Linked DNA regions of Gasterosteus aculeatus: region 2 is linked to region 1. A link is a contact called in public Hi-C data. All regions are on one chromosome and are shown on one strand. The core of a region is the stretch at or near the end of the contact, and the rest is flanking DNA. Distances in the headings are between cores, read along the strand shown. Region 1 overlaps slc8a1b (solute carrier family 8 member 1b). Region 2 holds the start of mrps5 (mitochondrial ribosomal protein S5).

The links. Hi-C and Micro-C count contacts between places; a contact is called where the count stands out from the background.
Region 2: a Hi-C map of skeletal muscle shows a contact between it and region 1, with 1.8 times the contacts expected there. The contact joins the promoter of mrps5 here to the enhancer-like site in region 1. A contact is called at or near these places in 2 of 6 Hi-C or Micro-C datasets (liver and skeletal muscle).

The regions. Positions count from the first base shown.
Region 1 is chr6:19,979,728-19,982,610 of fGasAcu3.hap1.1, forward strand. slc8a1b (solute carrier family 8 member 1b) reads right to left here. Exons shown (of 11, transcript XM_078104314.1): 8 at 2,798-2,883; 9 at 2,597-2,686; 10 at 1,051-1,154; 11 at 488-949. The coding sequence ends at 677. Among protein-coding and RNA genes, the nearest start is that of LOC120821084, 20 kb to the left of the region's middle. Within about 2 kb of position 1,399, at least 2 of the 9 cell types and tissues checked have open chromatin away from gene starts, as enhancers often do.
Region 2 is chr6:20,067,349-20,070,231 of fGasAcu3.hap1.1, forward strand. mrps5 (mitochondrial ribosomal protein S5) reads left to right here and starts at 1,446. Exons shown (of 12, transcript XM_078104316.1): 1 at 1,446-1,674; 2 at 2,233-2,376; 3 at 2,463-2,588; 4 at 2,768-2,881. The coding sequence starts at 1,626.

The DNA of each region.
Region 1 (2,883 bases), core at 149-2,648:
ATCCGTCAGGACCTCCAGTCCGCCACATCTAGCGTGCAGAGCTGCAGACATTCACAAGGGCAACGGACCTGCAGGTCGCACCTGGTGCTCGAATCGAATGCGCCCTCCCTCCGAAGAGAAGGCGCCGTCCGTCTCGGCAAGACGAGCCGTTTTTTTGCTTTTTTTTTTTTTTGGTCGTATTTTGTTCACAGGACTCGACCGTCTTTCCCTCGACACACGAGCACAGAAACGCACGCGGACGCACGCGGCTTGTAGTGGCTTAACAGTGGCGGCGGTGTGTCCTCCGTCTGAGCGTCCGGCCATGCAGGGACGCCCTGACGTGTCCTCCAGGGTCTCTTGCTGTGGTTGGAGACGGGAGTACGGTTGGAGGACGCGGCGCTCGTCTTGCGTGCGCCTGGTCGATTAGTTTAATGTATTTAACACGGCGGGTTAAGAACAACCTGATTGGTTTGGATTTATAGATCAACACAACAAAAACTATTCCTTATTTTATTACTCTTCTTCTTCTCTCCTCTCGCTCTCCGGACTCGTCTCTCCGTCCACGCTGTCTCCGTCTGCTCCAATGCGTCGTCCATTTCTCCGTCTGTACATCCATTCACCTGTCAATCAATCTATTGCGTAAAGGGAGGCAGTGATAGATCGATGGTTTCACGCCTCCCGTGTCCCCCCCCCCCTCCTAGAAGCCCGTGATGTGGCAGTAGGCCTCCAGCGAGGAGAACAGGATGTAGAGCAGCCACAGGCTGACGAACAGCATGGTGGTCACCACCTTCGCCGTCCGCGGCCCCCCCAGCTCCCCGCCGATCTCCGGCCGCCGTCGGTACATCAGCGTGCCGACGGCGATGAAGGCGAAGATGGTGAAGAGCGTGACGGAGAAGGCCAGCTTGCCCGGGTCCACCCTGAACTCCTCCCCCTTGCTGCTGTGGTAGATGGCGGCGATGGACCAGGCCACCTGGGGGGGGGGGGGGGGGGGGGGGGCACAACGACTGAGTAACGGCAACACTCACACGGTTGAATTCCCCAGTATGACCAGCGTAGGTGGGCGGGACTCACCCCGATGCCCAGGAACACGTTGACGGCGTTGGAGCCCGTCACGTTACCGATGGATGCGTCTGCATACTGATCCTGGGTAGCGGCCACCTTGCTGGCAAAAGTGTCTGAGGGAGAAAAAGCAGGAACATTCAAGCTTTCCAAGAAGTTTCAGTCAAAGCTTCTAGAGTTAAAGCTGCATTCTATGTGGTGACCAGCAGGGGGCGACTCTACTGACTCTACTTCTCTCTTCATTTATTCCCTCAGTAAACATTGTAAACCTGATGATGCTATTCTTCTGTTGGGGGGGGGGGTGATCTGTTTACACCCTGATGGTAGAATAATAACTCTCCTGGTTGCCAGACTACAGCAGCCCCTCATTGAGAGAGAGAGAGGACCACATGAGGACCACATGAGGACCACATGAGGACCACATGAGGACCACATGAGGTCAGCTGGTATCGCTCGTGTCCTCGCTATTGTCCCCTCGTTGGTCTCATGAGGCGTCCTGCTTTTATCAGCGGAGACAGTGAGAGGCGACGCTGGTGATGTAATAGAGGAGGAGGAGGAGGAGGAGGAGGAAGAGGAGGGGGAGGATAGATCTCCCCATACACCTTAAAGCTTCACAGCTCTGATGGGCTTAAGAGTGTGTGTTTGTGTTTGTGTGTGTGTGTGTGTGTGTGTGTGTGTGTGTGTGTGTGTGTGTGTGTGTGTGTGTGTGTGTGTGTGTGTGTGTCGGCCATGGGAGGCTCTGTTAACAAGCCTGAAAGCCTCACAAAGGCCGAACCACTTTGTTTCCTTTCTGCAGCTCAACTCGTTGTGTGGTCATGTGTGTATTTCTGTATCATAAGCAGCTGTGTGTGTGTGTGTGTGTGTGTGTGTGTGTGTGTGTATGAAAGTCTATATATGTGTGTATGATGGTATGAAATACATTAGTTTCTTTCCCCCTGAGCTCCCTAAATGGGAGGCAGTGACCACCTGAGCCTGGGATGACGGATAGCTATATGCTAATAGCAATAGCTCCCAGTGCAAGTGTGTGTGTGTGTGTGTGTGTGTGTGTGTGTGTGTGTGTGTGTGTGAGACCATGTCAAGTTAAATCACACTTTTTTTAATTAATTTAAATAACTTTCACTGATGGTTTTGTATATAATATAATTTAATACATATAATATAATTTAATTTAGGTGACTGTTTCATAATCGGTTAGAAGATTAATTTATTTTCCTGTTAGCTAAAAAATTCCATCGTTCCTTTTCAGAAGGACCTCCTTCGATATATATACATATACACACATATATATATATATTCAAACATCTCCAAGGGCACATTTACATGCTGCTGCTGTGTCACGTGACTGCTACTTGAATGGACCTTGGTGATGTTCTGAAGGTTCTGCTCAGAGGGAGAACGGGAGGAACCGAGAACAGGAGAGGACTTAAAGACGTGGAGGTTTTACTCTGTGGCGGAGTGGCTGAGGAGCTCAGACCTCCTGAGGAGAGCGGTCTAACAGCAGGACCTTCAGGGCCACTGTCGTGTGAGTACGAGAGGATGAGAAGACGCCGCCTCTCACCTGGTACGGACGTTCCCAAGGCAACGAACACCACCGCTGTGACGGAGTCCTTCAGGCCGACGGTGCAGCCGAAGTGAGAGGCCAGATCGCCTGAGAGGAGACACCAGAGAACATTAGACCTCTACAAGATGTCAATGAATGCTCCTCCTAATGAGGGATGAAGGGGTGAAGGTTCACGTTGGGGGGGTGGGGGGGTCCTACCGATGACCGCGGTGAGCAGCCCGATCATACAGATGGAGACCACGAAGCAGGCCCACCCGCTCCAGTAGTCGGTTGGCGGGACGAAG
Region 2 (2,883 bases), core at 196-2,695, 88 kb after region 1:
CTCCCGCTAGATGATCCTCTCCCATCACAGTCTCCGTACGAAGCTCTGAGCCTTCACGGCCTACGGAGGGACCTCCTCACAAAGACAGCTTGAAGAGGGTTTAACTGAGCCAATGTTTCTCATAATCACTTTGATGCTATTTTCAGAACCGTGATGTTATTTTTGATGTCAAGTCTTCACTTGTAACAGCGGCTCTCCAACGTTCAACACATTGTACGATCAGATGTTTAAAGGAACCTTTCACCTGCAGGTTCATCGGTTCAAACAACGGATTTATCATGAAATACAACAGGAACATTCATTTAGATCACCTACATAAAAGATACCATAGTTTCACTATGTGGCTGTTTGTACATCAATCAATCAATGTTGCTGTAAAAAATAGACTATACAGGTTTCATTACTGTACTGAATGTAAATACATCCCTGTAAAAGTACTACTGTAGTAGAAAGAAGAGTACACACAGTGGGATCATTGAACACAATGTGACTGAAATACAATAAAATCACAGTATAAGTTTACTTGAATCAAGGTCCTGGATGGACGTACAGAACGGCAGCATGGGGTGAAGAGTGCTACATGGACGGTAGAAACAGTGTCTGATAGAGAATGATGATCAAATATCACATCCACATCGCTTCATGTTCCACACTAATGAAACCTCACGGTCTAAACGATATTGTTGGTCAGTATCCATAAAACCATCTGAGGCTTATGCAGCAAATACTGCAGTTTGATCAATGTAATGAAATGAATGGACGTAACGCAGGAATTGCATTTTGAAATAGTACTTTGATGTCACATTGAGTCACATTGAACAGGTGATTTTAGTTCAATTAACAAATTATCTTAGTTTTTTGTGTATTTGAAAATATGCAGTTTGATCATTGGTTGTGAGTTTTATATCAAGAGTTTGGAAAAATGGCATCAAGGTTCTGAAATTAGCAGCAAAGTGAGCAAAGCAAAAAACTGTGAAGAGGACAAAGTGTGTGTGTGTGTGTGTGTGTGTGTGTGTGTGTGTGTGTGTGTGTGTGTGTGTGTGTGTGTGTGTGTGTGTGTGTGTGTAGTATGAGAGAAGGAAGACAGACGAACAGAACAAGCATATTTACTGTGTGTTTTTATACTATATTTTAATTCAGATGATTTTAAGACTGTTTTCTTAATTATTTTTACAAAGTGAAGTACATTGTTATATTTATTTTTATATAATTTATCTGCTTTAACTCCCGTCTCGTTTATATTTATGTATATTTTTCATCAAACAGTTGTTTCATGTTGCAATTAACTACTCAAATAACTCATGTTTTTAGGAACATGCTTGACATTTTTAATATGTGATCAAAGTTAATTTTTGATTTGATTTTAGAACGAGACAAAGCATGTTTGTTTCTGTTGTGGAACCTTTAAGTCACAATTATTCAAACGTACCGGGGCCCTAAAACGTGAGACAATAGTGTAGATCAGCCTCCACTGGTCCGTCCAGCTAAAGCCGAGGTGACACTGTTCGGAATGTGGCTGAATCGGATTATCAAATAACCCCAAACCCGGTGTGTATTTTCCCTCTTTTCAACAGGCGGAGTTTAGACGCCTTGTTGTCCGCCGAAGGACCCTTCGTAAATCCAACATGGCGGCGTCCATCCGGCTGTGCTGTGTCCTCCGCGTCTCCATCGGAGGTGAATTCTCTTTGTTGATTCCTCCTCCGCAGCTTTAATGAACGTCTCTCTGTGATGGTCGGAGTATTATTTATAACGTGCGTCAGTTGACACGTGGGACGTTTGATTAATGACGTCATTTCCGCTGACTGACCGCGGACCAGCCGGTCGCCGCTGCGCGACGTGCTCAGAAATCCTTCGTTTAGGTGGTTCTGTCGTTGATGTGATTTAAGTGATGTAAGTGATATAAGTGATGTAAGTGATGTAAGTGATGTAAGTGATGTAAGTACAGGTGTTCGTACTGCAGACCTGAATAGAAAATAGCCACCAAACCTCATTCTAAATAGTGTCAATTTAACACCTCGGTGCTTATTAGTAAATGTAGGAAACAAGAGTCACGTGATGTCTGAGTCCATGTTCTTTAATCCGGTTCACTGTGAACCAGCTAAATACCGACATCCACTGTCCCTCGCTGGGTTGATGCTGCTGCAGCTCCTACGTTCATCTGAGTGATTTAATCTCTCCAGGTTCAGGCTTCGTGAGGCCTTTCCCACAATGCACCTCTGTCCCGCCCCTCAGGTGCAGCGCCCCTGCTCTGCGGTCGAGGAGTCGTCCAGGCGTCCCAGCTGGCGAGCCGAGCCCCCCTGCAGAGAGGCCCCGCGGCCCCCCGGTGTCCCCCCACGGCGTGGCAGCAGAGCAGGCAGGGCAGCTTCTTCAACAAGCGTGAGTGTTTGGGACGACGGGGACTATGAACCAAGCAATGTGCGAGGAACAGATGTCTCACTGTGTGTGTGTGTGCGTGTGCGTAGTGACGGCTGACGAGCTGTGGAAAGGCGTGTTGGCGGAGTCGGGTTCTGGTGCCAGGAAAGGCCGAGGAAAGAGAACCAAACGCAAGATGAAGAAAGACCTGAACAGAGGACAGATCATTGGAGAAGGTGAGACATCCGTCTGTCTCCGTCTGTCTGTCTGATATTTAGTTTAAGCTGCTCATGATTCTTCTGAAAGCTGCAATCCTTCTGGACAAGTCGTTACTCTCTCATCCTCCACGGAGGAGCTGGAGGAGGATCAGAACTGTGTTCATACTCGTGTCCCTGACCCCCCCAAACCCCCCCAGGTCGCGGTGGGTTTCTGTGGCCCGGTCTGAACTCCCCGGTTCTGAGGGACGGGACCCTGCAGAGCATGAGCCGCCGGGGGGAGAGCGAGCAGCTGGAGATGCAAGCGGAGCTCGGT